Regions from separate parts of the Mus musculus genome. Here region 1 is linked to region 2. Evidence: chromatin contacts called from public HiChIP or PLAC-seq data. All regions are on one chromosome and are shown on one strand. The core of a region is the stretch at or near the end of the contact, and the rest is flanking DNA. Distances in the headings are between cores, read along the strand shown.

The links. HiChIP or PLAC-seq counts read pairs in DNA pulled down with a chosen protein or histone mark.
Region 1: an H3K27ac HiChIP or PLAC-seq map of thymic regulatory T cells shows a contact between it and region 2, with 9 times the contacts expected there. The contact joins two enhancer-like sites. A contact is called at or near these places in 1 of 39 promoter capture datasets (liver) and 1 of 115 datasets of contacts at active chromatin or transcription factors (thymic regulatory T cells).

What each region holds. Positions count from the first base shown.
Region 1 is chr2:28,513,079-28,519,383 of GRCm38.p6, reverse strand. It overlaps a transcript of Ralgds not described here. Among named protein-coding and RNA genes, the nearest start is that of Ralgds, 17 kb to the left of the region's middle. Within about 2 kb of position 1,948, at least 225 of the 459 cell types and tissues checked have an H3K27ac peak or open chromatin away from gene starts, as enhancers often do. A contact at or near this core is called in thymic regulatory T cells, where this site is marked.
Region 2 is chr2:25,663,602-25,669,659 of GRCm38.p6, reverse strand. No RefSeq gene overlaps it. Among named protein-coding and RNA genes, the nearest start is that of Lcn5, 8.7 kb to the right of the region's middle. Within about 2 kb of position 2,884, at least 5 of the 459 cell types and tissues checked have an H3K27ac peak or open chromatin away from gene starts, as enhancers often do. A contact at or near this core is called in thymic regulatory T cells, where this site is marked.

The sequences.
Region 1 (6,305 bases), core at 699-3,198, 2.9 Mb before region 2:
CTTGGAGAAAGGGAAAGGGGAAGGAGAGAGAACACAGACAGGTTCTGAAGGATGGTAGCATGCACCTTTATCCCAGAACGTAGGAGGTAGGGGCAGGCAGATCTCTATGAGTTCAAGGCCAGCCTGATCTACATGGTGATATTGTTCTAAAAAATATACAAACAAACGAAAAAACACTGACTGGCTTAGCAATCATTTCAGGATATTTAATACTAAAACCTCAAGCCCAGTGTCCAGCTGCCCAGACTGTGTGCTGGAATCCAGTTACCTCAACCTCAAACCCTGGAATCTACCAGCGGAGGCAGGCAGACTCAGCCACGTGCAGGCCCTGGGCCCGATTTCCCACATCCCATGCAAGTCCCCAAACGTGACATAACTTACGGGGCAGTATTGATGTTTAAAGTGGTGAGCACACAGGGAAAGGGACAGATGAGCCAGAGATGGAGAAACAGGTCAAGAGGAATTATGCTGTGGTCAGCCGGCTAGTTAGTCTCAAAGTTGGTTTGAGACCACAGCCTTGTATTCCAGGAGCTCCAGGGGACTCTTGGTCTTTGCCACACCTGGGATGCTGCCGTGCCCCAGGACTAGGGAGTCCGGGGCTACAGGGTATTTGTGTTGTTAAAACATCGTGCCTGTCCCTCTGGAATGGCCGGCACCAGGCTACAATTGACTGTACAGCTGATTCTGAATCTTTCTGACATTCTACCACTGTCCAATTGTCACTCGGATATCTAGAAAATGGCATTGGTTGCTAAGGGACTGGCCTGATGGTAGGCAGCTGCAGCTTGGGGTAATAGGAAGAGGGAGTAGACTGGGGTTTCTCTCAGTAAGGATCCTGGGGCTGTGGGCTGCTAGGCCCTATATGGAGGTGTGGGTGGATCAACCACAGGAGGTAACCACTCAGAGCTAAGAGCCACACACAGGCGGTGGGAAAGCCCCTAGCCGGGAGTCTTCCTGCAGGTATTTTGGGGGACTATGGTTGCTAAGCAACTGTACTAGGTTGCCATGGGAACTCTCCCTTCTTCTGGGACTTGTCATTTTTATGGAGATGCCACATTCCTTCCCATCTCTACCTCCTCAGGCTGTCTCAGCTACCTGTAAGGGGCCCTGGAGGCTCCCCAAACCTACCTTTGCCTACAAGGAAGCCACCTATCCAAGAAAGTACTATGCCTCTAAGACTCAGTTTGGGGGTGTGTGTGTAGGGGATTCAGGTCTCACAGTGTACCTCAGGATGACCTTGAACTCATAATTCTCCTGCCTCAGCTGGGATTGCAGTCGTGCACCACCCCGTGACCCTCTAAGAGAGGATTCTCTTGAGGTTCAAGACCCAACACAGAAAGCAGAGTTGAGGCCCTCATTAGAGTCAGGGGGATGAAAAAAATCTGTCTAGCTTGGTTTGCATCTCCATTCCTGCTAACCACCAACTCAGGCTCTTCCTGCCTTGACAGGGCTCTGACCACTAGAAGCCCAGTATAACTGGAAGGCATTCTCCGCCCTAGCCCTGGTGCCTGGCCCCTCCCTGGCTTGTCTGTAAAGGAGTGTCACCTGGGGCTTGCCATTACCCAACCAGGGGTTGTCCCCATGCCCAGCCAACCAGTGTTGGCAGCAGGCCATGCTGGGTAGACATGCCTCCTCTGGGACAGGCTAAGGCTAAGGTCCCTGCCAGCCATGTGTTGTATAAGCAGCTCACCTTTCCCTAAAACTACTTCTTGTGGCCTGTGGTAATAGGTAGGGGAGCTGTCTGGAAACTGCAGTAGGCCAAGGCAACTTACTGGTGACGAGCCAGAGGGAGGCAAAGTCCAGGCCCCAAGGTGTGTGTGTTGGGGAGAGGGGGTGGGGGAGAAGCTGAGGTCTCCTCAGTGGTTACCAGCAACACCCTGCTGCTCGCCTGCTCTCATTCTGATTTCCTTCAGTGTGTGTCACCAAGGATGACTCCTGACCTGTTTACAGTTTGCTTTGTCTCCTGGCAACCAGATGAGCTTTTGTGGAAACTCGGGACAGGGCAGTGCAGTACTGAACTTCCACACCAGAGGTTACAGCGCCACCTGCTGGTGCTACCATTGGTGGCCTTCAAGCCTTCCTACACAGGTGAAATTCTGCCAGATCCTAAGGAACCTGGCCTTCCCTATAACCCTCCTCACAGGCTCAGCTGTGTCCTTCCAAAAGCCCTTGGGTCCTGCAGATCCAGGCAACACAAGGCTAGACTGGGATGGGGTCAGGTCAGGGCTCACTCTCTCACTCTCACACACTCTCTCTCTCTCTCTCTCTCTCTCTCTCTCTCACACACACACACACACACACACACACACACACACACACACACACACACACGATGTCCTTACAGTAATGGAGACAACCAGACACAGACACACAGAGACACAGACACACAGAGGCAGCTGTGTGGAGGCAGAGGACTACAGACACGTTTAGGGGGATTTAAAGCTAAGGACTACAGCCATGCCAGAAGCTGTGGTTCAGTGGTGTTGATGCCTTGCTTTTAGGCTTCTGTCCTCTAGAACCACGAGAGATTTCTGTTGCACAGGGTCATCCAGTATATGGCATTCTGCTAGAGCAGCCACAGGACACTAACACAACGTACCAGGCCTGTCACCTTTTTGTCACCGTCATGCCTACCTCGCTGACTCTTGTCTCGCTCCCTGTCAGCTTTCTGCACTGCTCTTCCTGCTTTCTCTCGTGTGGCTGACCTATGAGATGCACAAGCACATGGATGAATGGCTCTCCAGCTCTGCTACTTCACCAAGTTCAGACAACCGTAAAAGTCAGAAGCTGGGGAAATGGCTCAGAGGTTACAGGGCCAGGACCTCCACGACTCAGGCAAATGCCTGATGGCTGTGGCTATCCAGACAGATATAAATCTAGCCTCAAAGGATAGAGACGGAATCTCCAGAGCAAGCTGGCCAGCAAGCCCAGCCCTATTAGTTGAGACCCTGCCTCCCTCAATGATCACAGCACCTACCATATGCATGTGCCAACACATGCATCTACGCCCAGTGTGTTGGAGTTCCCAGCACTCGGAAGAGGATGTCTGTGAGTTCTGGGGTCTACACAGTGAGTTCCAGGATAGCTAGTGCTATGTAGAGACCCAGTCTCAAAACAAATGAACCAAAACTCATGCACAACATATATACACATATATGTATAACACACATACCTGAAAATGGAAGAGGAAAAAGTCAAGAGACAGCAGCAGGTGTGCAGATGGGGGGTGGGGTGGGGTGGGGTGACAGCAATGAAGGCAATAGCAGGTGAGGAAGAAGATGCTTCCTGCTGCTCATGGCCACCCTGGTGCCAGGACAACCAACCTCTGTGTTTCCATATCCCTGGCCCTTCGATCTCAGGAGGCTAAAGGCCATGTGAGTCACCCATCTCTGTCCTTTGTTTTCCTCTCAAGGCCTACCTGGTCTCCCATAAGCACAGTGGAGACTCATTCCAGCACCTACTTGACCGTGTGTGTGTGTGTGTGTGTGTGTGTGTGTGTATGTGTGTGTAAGATGACACCGTAACACTTGGGGACTGCTGTCAGCTGTGACTAAAACACAACCTTAAGAGTTGGAAGAATTGTGGGTGGGGATGGAGAGTGGCAGGGATATAAACTACAGCAAGCCTGGCTCTGGGCAGTGGTACAGGGACAGTCATGTCCTCTCTTGGTCTCCTCTCCCAGCCTACACACTGGAGGGTCGACAGGTAAGCAAAGTCAGATGTGCCCCTCTGGCACACACCTCCCATTGGCCTGCATGCTAACTCTTCTGCTCAGCCCATACATCAACCCTAAGCCGCCGGCCGATCCCCACCAGCCCTAACCCCATCCCCTGAAGTGGGCTGGAACTGACTAGCTTCCAACTAACAAATACCATGACCACAAGGTCACGGCCAATGTTCTGTTTAGAAAGCATCTTGTGTCTTACTGGATTTCTTGTTTCCTCCTGGCCCTCCGTCTTCCCTGTCCGACTCTGAGGAGGCGGCAGGTTCTGATGTTATGAGCCGTTTTACAGAAAGGCAGGTCCACATGGCCAAGAAGCCAGAGAGGTCTCATGGTCACCGTGGATCCTGCCAACCACAGCAGGATGAGCTCCAAAGTGGTTCTTCCCAGCTGAGCCAGCGTGGGTCTTGTAACATGAAATGGATTATTATCAAGGTCTGGGGGCCGTTGGCTGTGAGTCAGGGGCAGATTCTCACACCTCGGAGGATAAACAGAACATCTGCTTCTCCTCTTGTATTCTTAGGTGTTTCCTTTTTTTGGGGGGGAGCAGGGGGTTCGAGACAGGGTTTCTCTGTGTAGCCCTGGCTATCCTGGAACTCACTCTGTAGACCAGGCTGGCCTCGAACTCAGAAATCCGCCTGCCTCAGCTTCCGAGTGCTGGGATTAAAGGCGCTCGCCACCACGCCCGGCTCTTAGGTGTTTCCTAAGGGCAGGACCTACCTACAGCCGTCATTTTAAGAGCCACACCCAGGAGCAAGGTAGCCACTGGTTAGAGTTCAGGCACGCAAGGCACTACGGGAAAAGACAAGAGGAAGCCAGGGCCCTTACACCCAACTCACTCTGAGGACAGGGATGCTAGTTGGGGGAGGCCTGAAAGAGTGGAACACACAACACCGAAAGAATGACTCTTGGAACTCTGTCCCCCTCCCCCGCAGTTGCTCCATTGACTAAAAGGATACTGCTGCCCCCCAGTGGTCAGTACCAGCACTACAGCCCCCAGGCAAGAAACCCTGAAAACAAAACACTACCTTTTGTTTGCGGGTTGTCAAGGTAGCAGGTCTCCCAGGCCCCAGCTGGGCAAAGGAACAAGACCTGTATGTTTCAGGGGTTACCACAAAGACCTCAGGAGCCTCATTTCACCCCTCTTTCCTTCTGATGGCTCTGGGACTCTGGCTCACTCAGGGGGCCTCCTCTTTCAGTCTAGGCAATGACCCTGACCCCATTTCAAATAAGAATCACACATTCTAACTAGGGTGGTCTTGTCCTTGGATCCTGGAGGAATGGTCTAGAGTTTGCCTCCCTCTAGTTACTCTGGCCTTTAAGTCACTCAAACCCTAAGGCTGCTTAGCAAGTCCACCAGGGGGAAGGCATTTTCCTAGAATTTTTATGGGTCATTGTAGGAGAACCAAAGCCAAAAGACATTCCACAAGCCCCTGAAACCCCCGGGGGCGGGGACGAGTCACAAGGGCCAAGCATCCTAAAGTGCAAAGGAGGAAACTAATGTCTCCTCAGCAGCCTCCTCCACACTAAGGACCTCCGCCCTGCCCTCCAGGCCAGTCTGAGGATGGCCCCAGACAAGCAAACCCCAGGAATCTTAACATCTCTCGGTCCATCAGCGCCTCTCGTACTATGGGCACCCCCAAATGTTGCTAGGAGACTGGACGCCTCAGCCCCAAGACAGGGCTGCCTTCTGCCTCTTCCTTCTTCCACCTCACCACACCACCTCCACTGTCCCACCCTTCCTCGGAAACCTAGGAAGTCTGTAGATCTATCGAGAGTGAGTAGGGGGTGTGCGCTCGTGTTTGGGTAGGTTCCACAAGGAGGGGGTTAGCCAGTGTTCCCCAGGACCTCAGGAGATTCATTCCCCAAGCAAACCCTACGCGAAGGTTGAGCCCTGACCCCACGGGCCGGAAGCCTTCCCTTCTCCGCTGGTCCCCGCCCACCTGGCATGCCTCTTTCCAGACCTCAGTTGCTCGATTGTACCCGGTTGGACAGGTTGGACGCGGAACAGCGTTAAGTGCACGCTCTGCGTGGACGCTCGCTCTCCGGGTGGGTGCGGGCTTCATTCACACCCACTGGTACAGGGCCCCATGTCGACTCACCTGGCAATCTACCATCATCCTCAGCCTCGGCAGCTCATCGCCAGCCCCAGGGCGCGGCCCAGGGCTCGCAGAGGCCGCTCGCCTCGGCCCGCGCGCGGCGCAGCGGGGCGTCCGGCTGCGGGGCTCATGGCGCGGCCTCCGGTCCTCGCCAGGCCCGGAGCTCCGCGGCCTTCGCCAATGCCGCTTCCATTGTCTGCGCCGCGCCGCGCCGCGCCTCGCCTCGCCTCGCCTCGTCGCTCTCCTGGCCGTTGGGGCCTCGCTGCTCGGTTCCGCCGGAGCTCCGGGAGCTCGGGACGGGTGGGCGGAGACAGCGCGGCCCCGCCCCGGCCCCGCCCAGCTCGCCCGCAGGTGCGAGGGGCGGGCCCCGGTGCGCGAGCTCGAGGACACGCTCGGCCTCTTTCCCCGCCGGTCGCAGGCGATTAGACCTGGGACGTCGGCCTGGTGTCCACCGCCCGGCGCGCGCACGTGACCCCGCCTAGCCG
Region 2 (6,058 bases), core at 1,635-4,134:
TGGTACCCAGTCTTAAACTTGAAAGATGCTTTCTTCTGCCTGCCCTTGACCCCCCAAAGTCAAGAATACTTCGAGTTTGAATGGAAAGACTTTTCTGATTGACCCCCTCTGGGAGCCAAGGCTACCTGGTTTACAGACAAGAGCCATTTTCTCCATGAAGGTCAGAGACAAGCAGGTGCTGCCGTAGTGGACAGCACAAATGTCATCTGGGCTGAACCTCTACCAAAGCCTTGGAACTGGGGCTGGCAAGAAAATTAGCATCTACATGGATAGCAGGTGTGCCTTTGCCACAGCCCAAGTCAATGGAGCTATACACCAAGAAAGAGGACTGCTCACATCAAAGGGAAAGAAATTTTTAAAAACAAGCAGAAAATCTTGGAGCTCTTGGATGCCCCGATGAAGCTGGCAACTGTGAGTATTATTCATTGCTCAGGACATCAGGAGGGAAGAGATTCTGGCCCAGGGCAATAACCTGGCAGATCAATTGTCTCGAGAAGTGGCTACGCAGGAGCCTATCCTGGTTATGGACCTGCAAGAGGCACCTGCTGGGGAATAGGAATAGGACTAAGGGATAACATCACTTAAAATATACTGAAGAAGAAAGGACTCAGATTGCTAGCCACCCTAACTACTATTACCTAGAGAAGGAAGGGCAATGTCATACATAAGAAGGAAACACTATACTCCCCAGAAAGCAAGCAAAAGACTTACTAGGCCAAATAAACAGCTGGACTCATTTAGGGGATAAAAAGCTTGTCCAAGCAGTTAAGGGATCTGAAGTATATATAGTGGATCTCAGGTTTTGGGCCAGAGAGAGCAGTGTATGGTATGCCAGCAAGTGAATGCTTATGCAGCCAAGAGTAAACAGGGCAAAAGACCTAGGGGAGAGCCTGGAGTTTATTGGGAGGTCGATTTTACAGAGGTTAAGACAGGAAAATATGGTCATAAATACCTTCTAGTGTTTGTGGATACTCTCTCTGGATGGGCTGAGGCTTTCCTCACCAAGCAGGAAACAGCTACTGTGGTAGCCATTTCTTCTAGATATTAGAAGAAATTATCTACAGGTTCAGAGTGCCCAAGGTAATTGGATCAGACAACGGTCCTGCTTTTGTCTCTAAGGTAAATCAGGGATTGGCAGAGATATTGGGGACTAATTGGAAGCCCCATTGTCCATGCCATCCCCAGAGCTCAGGGCAGGTAGAGAGAATGAACAGAACCCCTACAAGAGACCTTAACTAAATTGTCCTTGGAGACTGGGGCTGACTGGGTGGTGATCCTTCCCTTGGCTCTGTTCTGAGCCCGGAACACCCACGTGACCTCTCTCTCTCTCTCTTTTTTTTTTGTGGGTGGGGGGGGGGTTTCAAGACAGGGTTTCTCTGTGTAGCTCTGGCTGTCCTGGAACTCACTTTGTAGTCCAGGCTGGCCTCAAACTCGGAAATCCACCTGCCTCTGCCTCCCAAGTGCTGGGATTAAAGGCATGCACCACCACTGTCCGGCAACGTGACCTCTTTTGAGATCCTGTATGGAACCCCCATTCCCTTGACCCCGGCTCTTGACCCCCTCACCCCCAGAGTGACTTTTCAGGCTGACAAGGATCATATAGCTCGATTGCAAGCTTTCCAGAGCAGCCACCAGCAATTGTGGCCTACACTTAGTGCCCTGTATAAAACAGGTACCCCAGAGGTTCCACATGAGTACCAAGTTGGAGATCAGGTATATGTTAAGAGACGTCATGCTGAAAACTTGAAAGCAAAGTGGAAAAGACCGTTCCTGGTGTTGTTGACCACCCCAACCTCCGTTAAAGTGGATGGAGCTCATGTAACTCACGTCAGACCAGCACCTGCACCTGATGCCAACTGGATAGCAGCCAGACACCTGAGCAACTTCCTCAAGCTCAAGATCACCCACCCTTCTGCAAAGCCAGGGAAACCATGAGATGCCTATGGTGTATCTTCCTTCCCACTGAGCCTCAGCACCCCCCACAACCCTACCAAAGTAACTTGAGAAGTACTCTCAGCCACTGGGGATGTAGCTTGGTCCACTACAGAGGAACATCTGCCTTGTATCTGGTGGCCAGACCTTGTCTTTGATCTCTGTAAGTTAGCGGTGAGCATTGACTCCTGGGATATCTCTACTCTAGCGACACAGGGGGAGGGATTACCTGAACGTAGGGGAAGAGGGACCTGTGAATCTAAACCATGTCCCAGAAGCGGCCTTGGAGGGTGGGGTTTAGGGTGTGGATACCCAAAGTTGAGGGGTGTCCTGCGAGAAACCTCCATATATGTGTGCCTCCGAAATGGGAGAAGCCAACAGCAGGGTCATCAGTGTTGGGGGGGGGGGGTCACCATTTCTTCTGTGCTACCTGGGGGTGTGAAACATTGGGAAGCACATCCTGGAGACCATTCCGGGGGTAGTAAAGGATTCGATGGCCAAGGCAAGAGAAGGGCTAGGCAAGCGATACAAAGAAAGAGAACAGAGTCAGGGCTAGTTTGGAGTCTTGGCTTAACTCCTCCCCTTGGTTAACCACCTTCATATCTACCTTGTTAGGACCCCTAATTGTTCTCCTGCTATTGTTGACCTTTGGACCCTACATATTGAACAAACTTATATCCTTCATAAAAGAGAGAATAGGAGCAGTACAGCTGGTGGTCCTGCACCAACAATATGAGACCCTGAGGACAGGACCTGAAAAATATGAGCTAGTTACCTAAGACCCCTGACTGTAGCTCCAGGATTGGATCTTGGAAAAAGGGGGGAATGAGAGGCTCTAAGGACTTTTTCCAATCCCACACCCTCCTTACAGCTTCTCCCTCCCTCCTGGGGTCAAAGCTAGGCCAAGTTCCATTTTCCACACAAAAGATCATTCTTGAGTAAAAATTCTCATAAGGTACTGCTGACAGTCACCTGACCCTCTGGAAAGTCCCATGTAGAGTTCAGATGTGTGCCATGTTTGCTAGCCAATAGACTTAAAGGTCAATATGCTTAGACAATAACCTTTAACTGTAACCTTGCTGATGTAACATGTGCCCTTAAAAAGAATAAAAGTATAAAAGTAACAGTCATTTGGGGTCTCCTTCTAGTAACTCGCTTTGAGGCACTAATTGAAGGTTGACCCCAATGTGCCAGAAAATAAAGTTCTTGTTTTTGCATCAATCTGCATCTCGGGGTCTCACTTGGGGGCATCTCGAAGTAAGTTCCACTGACCAAGTATCGGAGTCTTACAAAATGAACCAATTCAAGCCGGGTTGGATTAGAAGATATTAAATGCAGGTTTACTGGGCAGCTGCTCTTTGGCAAGTTCAGTGGCCCCAAGGACAGAGACCAGGAAAGTCACCATGGGGCGGGAAGAGGGGGAAGAGAAAGAGAGAAAGACCGGGTGTGCAGAGAGAGAAGAGAAGGGAAGGGAAGGGAGGGGAGGAGAGGGAGGAGGAGGAGGAGGAGGAGGAGGAGGAGGAGGAGGAGGAGGAGGAGGAGGAGGAGGAATTTTAGACAGTGTCTCCTGGACCTAAAACACCAGATCTTCCTGCCTCAGCCTCTTGAGGGCTAGGATTACAGACATGTGCCACTATTCGTGGCTCAGGAAGGGAAATGTTTTATAGGATTCAAATATTATCTTGAACAAGGCAAAGACTTTACAGGGCTCAGATATTCTTAGCTATAGGGTTGGTATAGGCTGGGATCAGTCAGACTTAGTTCACATTCCACCAGTGTTATCTAGAAGTCACAAAACTGCCAGGTCAGTCACAGAAGTTAATAGTAAATGGTTATTGAAGGGAACAAAATAGCCTGAGATCATGTGTGTCTGTGCATCTGTGTGTGTGTGTGTGTGTGTGTGTGTGTGTGTGTGTGTGTGTGTGTGTGTGTATGAGTTAGTTTGTGTGTGTGTGTGTGTCTGTATGTGTGAGTTTGTGTGTGTGTGTGTGTGATATGTGTATGTGTCACAGTACTCTAGTGGAGGTTAGGAGTTACTTTTCTGGAGTCAGTTCTCCCCTTTTGAAAAGACTCTAGCTAGCCTAAGCATGGCAGACACGGCTTTGGCAGCCTTTCCCTTCTCCCTTCATTCCGTGTGCCTTGTTAAACTGTTGGATTACATTCCTAAAGCTAGCCACTAAGGTCTAGTCATCTCTCCAGTCCCCAAATACCTCATACTAAAATGGGGTTTCTAATTTTACTTTTATAAACTGTCATTTGCCTATGGGCCGTATTTGTCTCTCTATCCAGAGGCTGTCCTTTGTTCCTGCCCCCCAACAGCCTCCCTTCCCTCCCCTTCTCCCTTATCCTTGTCCTCTGCCTCCTGTCTTTGTCTCTTATTCTGGCCCTTTGTCCCTCTGGGACAAATAGATCTCCTTTGTCCTAAGAACTTGATCTTGGGATATCCCGAGCTAAGACTGTTCCCTGCACCTTCCACTGGGGCTGCTGGGGACCAAATTCAGGTCATCAAGCTTTTGCAGCAAGCACTTTTACCCAGTGGTCCATCTTACTGGCCAAGTCCACACGTTCTTAAACTTGGATATGACTTATTAGAGATTCTCAGTTCTGAATTGTCCTGCCTGCCTGGGAGGTAAGACATCTGCATCCGCATGTGCTGCGTGCTCTTGACTTTTGCTATTGCCTCCAAAGTACTGGCTTGGCCATGCCGAATGAGATATCCCCACATGTGATTTTTATGTTTGTTTCTTTATTCTGTTCATTTTCCCTAAGTGTTGGGAGTCTCTAAATTAATGTTCTCATCAAGTTTAGGAGTAACTTGATATTTTATAACTTTATAAAATATTTTTATCTATATAAAATTTATAATTTGGTATTATTCTAAACTTTAAGATACTGTGGTGACTAACTTTGTCAACATAATTAGATTAATGAATGCCTTGGGCCTTGGTAAGGCACACCTCTGGGGTGTGTCCCACAGAGGTTTAACTGAAGAGGAAAGTCCTGCTTTAACTGTAAGTCATCACACTGGGGTCTCATGGACTGAATACAAAGAAGGAAAGGGAGAAGCCATTGCTGGCATCCCACAGTGAGTTCCAGCTGCCTGCTCTCACTGCCGTGAACTCTGCCATGCTTTCTCTTGTATGTCTCCGACAGGGCCCTCGCAGGTCAGAAGTCAACATACGTCGGGGTTTTTTTCCTTTGGTTGGTTTTTTTGTTTTGTTTGTTTGTCTTGGTCAGGTATTTGGTCACTTACTGTTAGTTACTGAAAAGTAACTAACTCAGACACTGTTGATTCAAATATGTTTCTACACACCTCCTGCTCTTCTGTTTGACGGCTGCTTTGTATGTGCATGCTTACAGAGGGCACAGGGTGACATCAGGTGACTCAGACAGCATCTGCTTTTGTTTTAAAAAGGGTTGCTCATTGATGCGTCTAAAGAACTTGGCCAGCTCTTACCCAGGGGACCTCTGAAATAACCTCAGCCCTCTCACCTCTCTCCCTCAGACTGGGACACTGATGTCCATCTGTCCAACCTGATGCAACGTCCATCCGGCGACCATTCAGCTCTGATTGTTCCTTGTAGATCTTTGTTCAAGTCCTGCATTGCACTCTGCTCCTCTCCCTGCTTGCTGGTTATTTGTTCATTTATTCAGAAATCCTTTCTTTTTACTGTGCCGTGATTTCCCCTTTTCCTTTAACCTGCTCATATCCCTTCATCAGATCTTCCTGTTCTGAATCCAACTGTGGTTCTTCTCAGAATCAGACTTTACTAACCACTCCCTTTTTTCTCCCATAGATCCTACTTTTCCATTTGTGTATGGAGTAACTATTCTGTGAAGCATGGTTAATAATGCATTATAACATCTCTACCTATAGCCAACAACTGGAGAGAGGGCTCAGTAGTTAACAGCATTAGCTGCTCTTCCTAAGAACCTAGGTTCACTTGCAACACCCACATAGTAGCCCATAACCAACTGTGACTCCAGTTCCAGGGGATCCAATGCCCTCTTCTGGCCTCCTTGGGCACTGCATGCATGTGGTGCATGGACAACATGCAGGCAAAACACCGTACACATAAAAATACTTTAAAAATAAATGAAAGCCCTACTAGGAACAACTAGATAG